Linked DNA regions of Drosophila melanogaster: region 2 is linked to region 1. The links are chromatin contacts, called in public Hi-C maps. All regions are on one chromosome and are shown on one strand. The core of a region is the stretch at or near the end of the contact, and the rest is flanking DNA. Distances in the headings are between cores, read along the strand shown. Region 1 holds the start of SmydA-8 (SET and MYND domain containing, arthropod-specific, member 8). Region 2 overlaps PsGEF (Protostome-specific GEF).

Region 1 (4,689 bases), core at 29-2,528:
ATCAAGATCCGGTCGGATCAAACCAGCAATCGTTTGCAGTGGGTGCGCCGACAGCCGTGGTACCAGTACTAGGCGATTGTCAGTGCCTACGGGGATGCTGGAGGAAGGCACCTGACCATCTGCCCACCGCCCTCAACCCACCTGACCGAATGCCGCCAGCCGCGTGCCTTGTGTAACATACAAAGCTAAACACTAATCTTAATGATTTCTATTTTAAATGTTAATCCCTAATCGGTTCCATCTGAACGCCAGTTATGTAAGTGCCTGCAACTATTTATTATGTGCTCCAAGAACTTGTGCTCATGTCCCCGCCCCCGCCTTCGTGCCCCCTTCCACAGCCCATTTCCCTTCCCCCACCCGATCCTATGCTGATTTTGTTTCGATAATTTTAATAAACACATTAATTATTAAGCGTGCAATAAAGCAAAGCGATAGCCACGAAAAAGAGAGAGGAACAGGAAAGCAATATGTACATACAGCAGTCAGATTTAAGCGAATGCAACGTATATAATAAGAGACCATTTTCAATGGGCTTGCGCTCCAAGGAATCTAGAATCGCCCCTCCATCGTATTTGTAGTGTACTAACAGAAGCATTTATCGAAGCCCTTGTTTGCGTTTCAGAGTCCAGTTTATGTTCGAAATCTAACTTACTAAAACAGCGACGGATGCGCGAAGCCCAAGTTTTAACCCAAAACGATGTGTGTCATGTTCAATATATAATAAAATAAAACTGAACTTCAAAGTGTTTATTTTGTGGACTGGTTGTTTTGTTACGTTGAACTTAATGTGACCCACTTGACTTCCTTTCGTTAAGGGTTTACGCCTGCGCCTGAAAGTATGCTATGATTGTTTCTCTTCTGCTTGGAACAACAAATCGCGCCTGTAATAGAATATTACGTATACGTAGTCGCTGCAAGTACATTAATCATACGCAGTGTTGCCTACCACAAATATTACGCGTTAGGAAAAGTAAAGGCTAATATAGACTATTACGAAATTCAGCACACGCAAAAATAAATCAGTTTATATTAATTGCTTAAAAGTACATATAAATGTTTGAGCAATGCCCTCAGTGGGTTAACAACAATTCCAATAAAAGGCTAGTGTTTATTTTCCGACGGCAGCATATCCGCCAGCTGTGCCTGTCCAGCGAGCAGTCGGGAAATCCGAGAGCCACCAGACTATAATTAGCTGTCACTCCGAGAAAAGCGAGGAAACTCGCACGATCAGAGAGTTTCCGATGCGGCAGCGGTCAGTAGCGTTTCGGTTATCGACGGAATCAAGAGAGAGTTGCCCTTACTGCAGCCGATATGTCCACTAGCACACCTGTTACAGAGGAACCGAGATCCTCAAGCCAAATGACCATCAGTGCGTCCACGCAGGAATTAGCCGAACTGATAAACATCCACTTGGGTGACCTGCGACCGGAGGAGCCCTCTTGGCGGGTGGCCGACTCTCCAATTTCCGGTAGGGGCATCTTTGCCACCAGAGAAATAGCCGCTGGCGAGGAGCTCTTCCGTGAGCACACGTTGCTCGTGGGTCCAACAGCTCATAGGTCCATGAATCTGCGCACTTGCACCCTCTGCTACCGCCTGATTCCGGGATCCACGGACTCGGCAGCCCTCTGCCCAGCCGGATGCGGATTACCAGTTTGCTCGGAGTGCCGGGACTCCACGCGTCACGACCTAGAGTGCAAGCTCTTTCGCAAGTGGAAGCCTCTGGAGAGCCAGAGAATCGAACCGCGCGCCCTTAGGATTCTTAGTGTTGTGCGATGCTTCTTTCTGGACGAAGCCAGCCGAAAGTTGCTGTATGCCATGCAGGCCAATATGGATCGGTACTATATGCAGGAGGTCCAACGGGCTGCCGATTGCTTTGAGCACTTTCCGCGGGAGCAGGACATGTTGGACTACTTCTATCGCACCATCTGCGCCTTCAACACCAACGCCTTCGAAAGCCGAAGCAATGTGGATGGCCACGAGGTGTTGGTGCGGGCGCTGTTCCCTTTGGCTGGACTCCTGAACCACCAGTGCACCCCGAATGCAGCGCACCACTTCGAAAACGGAGAAACCATTGTGGTGTGCGCTACTGAACGGATTCCAGCTGGAGCCGAAATCACCATGTCGTACGCCAAGTTACTATGGTCCACGCTGGCTAGAAAAATATTCCTCGGAATGACTAAGCACTTCATCTGCAAGTGCGTTCGATGCCAAGATCCCACGGTGAGTTCACTTGTAAGCTGATTTTCAATTTGGATGAGGCACTGCATCGCAAGAGGGCCACTGCGGCGAGAATGTCGCTATTGCTGAGAAGTGCCACCGAAATAGCTCACTCGGTAGGGCCGAAAAATGTCATCGCAGGGGCATACGAGAAGGGGACTTTCGACACAGACATAAGATTAAGATTCTCACCAGCCCTATAATATATATTGGAACTCAGTGGTTTCTAGGAAGTTATTTGCAGTAACAATATTATGTAGATGTCAGTTTTCATCTTGAAATTGGCTTATCTAAATGCTTTGCTGATAAGGTAGAAAGCCCCTAGTTAGACGCCCCTGGGGAATGCAAGTGTGAGCGCGAGAGAAACATCCGATGAGCAATAAGTCAATGCGATTAAGTGAATGATTAAGTCAAGGCAGCTGGCCGACACCGAAAGCAGCGATGATCCCAAAACGTGTCCACATAGAGGATCTGCCTTCAGTGAGTACTGCTTTTATTGTCGAGAAGAGCTCTCGCAGACGAGCAATCAAGATAACTTACTGATAAACGAAACAAATACGAATGCATGTCCCCCCACACACAAATATTTCGATAGCTTTACAATAACTATCTTTTTTGAATGACATCTTGCTGGCTATCGCACTGGGGGCAATAACCAACTAAACTGTTTGCCCACAATGTAGTAGTCGGTATATTTTATTGTATGATACGATTCGGGCAGTCTGCCAATACTGACATAATGGAGGCGCCCCAACTAGTTCAAGTACCCACACATACCACATAGCCCACACTGAATTACTTATTTATTCAATTTCGGATACTGTCAAAGTCCGTATAGCACGTCAAAACAGCTATTGCCTCTCTTCTCTTCAATACCCCTTTGACCCAGTCGCACGTCAATCCACTAAAACACTAGGTTTTCCTTTTGTTTTCGCTCACTCTGTACGCCTTTAAATATAAAATTTTAGCACAAATTCTTTAAAACTTAAACGGATAAAGAATCATTTGAAATTTGTCGAGAATTTCGTTCCGCCTACCCTTTCTATTTGGGGAAAAAGGTTGTCTATTCACTTCTGCTCATGGCACTAAGTAACAAAAGCAGTGATTGAATTATCAATCACTATGATTGAAAAACTTCGCAATATGAAGACGCACAGATACGAAACATACTGTTTTTTTGCAGCTGACAACCTCACCTAACGACCCATTTCATTTTTTAGATAATTTGGTAAAAATAATTTTTTGCGAAATTTTCACTTTTTTATAAGGGGTTACATCACGTTTTTTTTCGAAAAATGGTGAAATTTTAAAATTTTTAGCTGGGAATGCCACTGGATAGGAAATTAAGCTACGAATTCAACAAGGTATGGCATTCCACATTTGATCGACTATTACAAAAGTTGTGGTCAAAATTCTGATATTTTTTTTACTAAAAATCATGACACATTTGTTTGTCAAAATGAACGACTTTTTTAATGGTTTTTTAGTTGTAACTTCGCAAAATGAAGACGCACAGATACGAAACATACTGTTTTTTGCAGCTGACAACCTCACCTAACGACCCATTTCATTTTTTAGATAATTTGGTAAAAATAATTTTTTGCGAAATTTTCACTTTTTTATAAGGGGTTACATCACGTTTTTTTTCGAAAAATGGTGAAATTTTAAAATTTTTAGCTGGGAATGCCACTGGATAGGAAATTAGGCTACGAATTCAACAAGGTATGGCATTCCACATTTGATCGACTATTACAAAAGTTGTGGTCAAAATTCTGATATTTTTTTTACTAAAAATCATGACACATTTGTTTGTCAAAATGAACGACTTTTTTATTGGTTTTTTAGTTGTAACTTCGCAAAATGAAGACGCACAGATACGAAACATACTGTTTTTTGCAGCTGACAACCTCACCTAACGACCCATTTCATTTTTTAGATAATTTGGTAAAAATAATTTTTTGCGAAATTTTCACTTTTTTATAAGGGGTTACATCACGTTTTTTTTTCGAAAAATGGTGAAATTTTAAAATTTTTAGCTGGGAATGCCACTGGATAGGAAATTAAGCTACGAATTCAACAAGGTATGGCATTCCACATTTGATCGACTATTACAAAAGTTGTGGTCAAAATTCTGATATTTTTTTTACTAAAAATCATGACACATTTGTTTGTCAAAATGAACGACTTTTTTATTGGTTTTTTAGTTGTAACTTCGCAAAATGAAGACGCACAGATACGAAACATACTGTTTTTTGCAGCTGACAACCTCACCTAACGACCCATTTCATTTTTTAGATAATTTGGTAAAAATAATTTTTTGCGAAATTTTCACTTTTTTATAAGGGGTTACATCACGTTTTTTTTCGAAAAATGGTGAAATTTTAATATTTTTAGCTGGGAATGCCACTGGATAGGAAATTAAGCTACGAATTCAACAAGGTATGGCATTCCACATTTGATCGACTATTACAA
Region 2 (4,762 bases), core at 1,179-3,678, 170 kb before region 1:
TCTCTTGCAGTAGGGACATGCCAACCATGACACGGATGCATCGCCACTCCAGTTCCAGTGCCGTGGTGGAGGAGTCGCGTGGCCGGCGCCGTGGAGTGGGCGTGCCAGGAGTCGGAGACGCGAACAAGGAGAATTTCGGGGTGCACTTCATGAGCAGTCCCTTCGGCAATGCCAGTTTGATTGCCCTGCAGGATTTGAGCAACGTGCACGGAAAGAGTCCGCAGCGCAGGAGTTTCAGCGAGGGCAGTGGTCCGCGGCAGGCCACGCCACAATTGGCGGCACTGCGCTGCTTGCCACGCACCACCGGTGGTGCAGTTGCTCTGGAGGATTCTCAGCTCTCCTCATCGCGAATGGGCGATACCACACTGGACCGCATGCTGGATGCCATCATAGAGTCGGCCAGGAAGGAGGTGAGGTGTACGAAGACACTGCCAGGCGCCGGCGCCACCACTTCGACCACCATTTTGGCGGATAATGCCGAGTGGAGCGAGACCAGTGTCCACGAAATGGAGGTGCGCACGCCCACCCACTTGAAGCGGCAGCGGGTGGTGCGGCGCAAGAACCCACACAAGACTACCACCATTAACCAAACGCAAAGTCACCAAGCCAAGAAGTTGGAGCCACTGCAGTTGGTTCCCAGCACCAAACGCTGCCTGAGCTTCTCATCCAGTTCCGCCTCGAGTGATTTGGACGAGGATGAGCAGCAGGTGGCCAAGAGGAGTTCGCTGGCCTCCCCCACCACCACACCTCCCTCCCACTGCACCACCACCACCAGCAGCATCAGCAGCAGCAGCAGCAGTAATGGTGGTGCGGACATGGAGGCCAGTCAGCGGGGCAGCATCGATGTGAGCATCGCATTCGATGCCAAGGAGCAGCAACTTAATGTACATGGTGAGTTCCAAAGACCCCAGCCCAAGCATTCATTGATTTAAAATTCGTAAAGAATCCAACTCAAAACTTCCCATAAAATTCCAATAATTTCTGCTATCAATGTCTATCATTTGCCACTTACCTTTCTATTGTACAATAACTGCACTTCAATTCAATTTAGAAACTTTCTATATAAGCCAGACACACGGCACTCAATTTCGGTAAATAGGATTATCGGGGGAGCCGTCTGCCTGAGTCTTGAGGTCCCAATCACCCAAACTGACCCGCCAGCCCACGAGAATCATGGCCGAACTCACCTGTTAATTACACCTGTCTACCTCGTCCTTCTGCATTTCAGTGATTCGCTGTCGCGACTTGCAGCGCTCCCATGGCAGTGGAAACGGCAGCATCAACGCCTACGTCAAGGTGGCCCTGTCCGGAGGAGCCCAGCCACCCGGATACGGTGGCCACTCGTCGGGGGGAAGCATGAGTTCCGGGTACCAACGCACCGCCGTCCATCGGCACTCGGGCCGCCCGTACTTCGATCAGCGATTCAACTTCCAGATTTCCAGTGGCGAGGAGACCGCTGGACAGTATCTTCAGTTGGCCGTGTGGCATCGGGATCGCCATTTAAAGTGAGTACGAGTACGGTCGACAGCCAAGAAAAGCACATAAAGTATTTCCTGAAATTGAAAAGCAAATTTTAAATATTATATGATGTACGTTACGTAGGCGTTGTGTAAATGCAAAGGGGGTGGTGGGCTTGCACAATTGGTTGTTAAATATGAATTGCTTATGCAAAGTCCTTTCTTCCGGTAGTTCCAATTACTATAATCATATCTTAATAGAGAATGCCAAACGTATTCAGTCAAAGTATCAATTGCCAATTGCGATATTGCCATTAAATATGGCCCCATGTAATGCGCCTTCTTGCGCGTGCCATCGTCGTCCTGTTGTAAGTCATTCACCCCTAAACGTTTATCGGGGGAAGTTCTGGAAGAGATTGAGGAATGGCGATGGAGGGCGTGCTTCGCAGACAGGCAAAAGACCAAGTCTGGTTAATTGTGGCGCTCTTCCTGGCCTCGTGGCACCTCCAGCGCCTTTCGCCTCCCGCCTTTCCTGGTGCATTTCCTGCACATAAACAAGCGCTCGGCGCTTTCCCCCGGAAGTTCCAGCTTGCTAGCGCAAGCGCAGTGGCTCCGGGCATGCGACTTCCAGCGACTTTCCCGGGCTGACCTGCGCTGCTACATGTTTTCCCGAGTTTTCCCAGCTCAGTTCCCGTTACTCAGTCCGAGTGGCAAGCTCGCGTGAAAAGCGGCACAGAACGGCGAACGGCAGAACGGCTGGCGAAGCTCGAAAACGCAGGAAACGAGGCAAAGTAAGCCCAAAAAAATGTATATCCTTGCGGGCCACAACGATGGCTTAAATATCGCATTTTGTTTACCTTTTTTTTTGAAGTGCCTTCAATGGCAGTGCCGCAGTGTTCAATTACGTTGCCCAAGAAAGAGTGCAACGAAAACTTATGTAACTGTGTGTGTGTGTGCGCGAAGCATGGAAAGTGTAGCATAATTTCGGGCATGCTGCTAAACAAATTGCAAACAGGAAGTGGATGAAGGCCTAGTGTGTGTTAGTGTGTGCGTGACTCGATGTATCGTATCTATGTGAGAGGAGGGCCTTTCGCAGCGTGCTCGAAAGTTAATTAAAATTCAAGGACATTCAGGAGTGTGGTACTTGAAATTGAACAATAAAATTGGTCAAATGCTGGGTTTAATGCCAAATCGATGTTGGTGGTTAGGACGATTATGCAATAATCACCAGCTCACGCACATACACACCCCTATCTTCTCTATTTTCCTTTATTTTTTGCTGTCAGCAGCTAATTGAAGTGGCCAACTAACTAAATGTACACCCGGGACACCATATCACCTATTCCATTTTCCTGCCTCACACGCAGCTGCTTTTATTTGTTGGCCATGCATAATTTACGTTCACCTGGGTTGTGAAAACAGTCTAGGCCAAAAAGGAACGTTTTAAGTCAATTTACAAAACGACTGGTGGTTGAATAATTTATGGCCAGCTTTTCGGCACACAGTTGCGGAGGCACCAATACGAAGGCCCCAACATTTTTAATGCACCTCCCGAACTGACAGCTGCGATTGCAATCGCCCCAAAAAAGAAACAACTATACATATATAGTACGAGTACAAGAACACGGACTCCGCAAGGAAAATCAATAAAAGTGACCCAAATACGCGCGCCAACTTCAGCTAAAGTGGCCAGTGGAAGAAGCAGCAGACAGAGCCTTAAGCCACTGTCATACCACCCACTGGTCCACCCACTATACCACCCACTGGACCACCCACCGAACCACCATACACCGAACCAGCCAAACACCCAGCCAATTGGCCAGGCCAAGCGCATTTCCGGGCCACATGTACGTACGTACGTACTTTGTGGCATGTGGAAATGTGGAATGTGGCGGCAGCTTAGGGCCGCTAATTGATTTATGTCACGTACGACCAGGAGAACTTGGTGTCTCGGTACGGGCTTTCTGCGGCCTTCCACGGATTGGATTGGATCAGCTGTGGGCGAGCCACCTTCACTCACTTATAAATAGACAATGTCCGTCAGACGTTGTAACGTGACGCAAACTGACCAAAATGGGTACTGCCATGGGCATTGGCATTATCCAAAAGCAATTGCGAGGGGCCAAGGATTTTGGCGGACAAGCGTTCGTTCATATCTAATGGCCATATTAGTTTTCTCAGTTCCGTCCGAGTCCGTCCACAAGCCCATTGATTCCATAATTCAGGAGACTTTGGCAAATAGCGAAGGGTCAAAAAATTCTTCAACTCATATATATATATATGTGATATTTTGTTTGACTTAGAACTTTCCCACTGACTGTTTTTTCTGCATTCCCTTTCAGACGCAGCGAGTTCCTGGGCTGCAGCACTTTTCCACTGAATGAGTTAGTGCATCCGGATTCGGGCGTCTCGGCAGGATCCTACAAGCTGCATGCACAGGCATGTCCTCCGCCTACTAGCCGCCATAGCCAACCAAAAGCCAACGCAGGCCAGGATCAAAAGCAGGAAACGGAAGCGGCGAAGGATCAGGATAAACAGCAGGACGATTCCCCCGCAGAAATGGCAGCAGCCGTCACAGTCACGCCCCAAAAACCGGTTGCCACTGGATCCGGTTCGGGATCGAATTCCGCAGCGATGGCACTGAACGACGAGGTGATCAGCATTAGCATCGATAGCATGGGCAAAGAGGATCCTCTGCTACCCCAGCAGCCCCAGCAGCCCATGAAGCTCAGCAAGAAGGCACTCCACCAGCGAGATGCCGACGAGAATCTCTTTTTAAGATTCCTGGAGCTGGATCCGCCAGCGGATGGCAATGCAAACAGTACCACCACCCAGGCACAAGCGACGGGCTCCCAGTCCTCGGCGTCGAAGGCCAACGAAAGCAATGCCAACCACTTGAACAATGGGACATCCGGTGGACGCAGACAGTCCACCATGCCAAATAGCGGAGGATCTAGCGTAGGAGGCGCTGTCCGCCAGCAGCAGGGACGTACCCCATTCACCATGACGAAAAGACTTACGCGAACCGAGGAACGGGGCTTTGGATTCTCTATTGTCTGGACGCATCCGCCACGGGTGGAGAAAATCGAGGCGGGACTCTCGGCCGATCGGTGTGGCATTTTGCCCGGCGACTATGTGATCTTTGTGGACAAGCATAACGTCGTCACGATGCCCGAGGCTGATGTTCTGAATTTGATACGATCGCAGGGCTCGTCCTTGACGTTGGAGATATTCAGAAGGTCAGGCGCGGGCGCCACAACAATCACGTCGACGGACTTGGGCCAGAACAATGTACACATAAGCAC

Evidence for each region. A called contact is a pair of places that touch in the nucleus more often than the background predicts.
Region 2: a Hi-C map of the Kc167 cell line shows a contact between it and region 1, with 2.4 times the contacts expected there. The contact joins the enhancer-like site here to the promoter of SmydA-8 in region 1. A contact is called at or near these places in 11 of 107 Hi-C or Micro-C datasets (the Kc167 cell line, cellular blastoderm embryo, embryo and 5 more).

The regions. Positions count from the first base shown.
Region 1 is chrX:2,210,398-2,215,086 of dm6, reverse strand. SmydA-8 (SET and MYND domain containing, arthropod-specific, member 8) reads left to right here and starts at 1,278. Exons shown (of 2, transcript NM_001014718.2): 1 at 1,278-2,220. The coding sequence starts at 1,312. It overlaps Vinc (Vinculin), which reads left to right. Exons shown (of 6, transcript NM_001297884.1): 6 at 1-740. The coding sequence ends at 72.
Region 2 is chrX:2,380,982-2,385,743 of dm6, reverse strand. It overlaps PsGEF (Protostome-specific GEF), which reads left to right. Exons shown (of 16, transcript NM_130645.6): 2 at 11-891; 3 at 1,229-1,505; 4 at 3,800-4,762. The coding sequence starts at 18. Among named protein-coding and RNA genes, the nearest start is that of PsGEF, 4.3 kb to the left of the region's middle. Within about 2 kb of position 2,428, at least 35 of the 39 cell types and tissues checked have an H3K27ac peak or open chromatin away from gene starts, as enhancers often do. A contact at or near this core is called in the Kc167 cell line, cellular blastoderm embryo, embryo and 5 more, where this site is marked.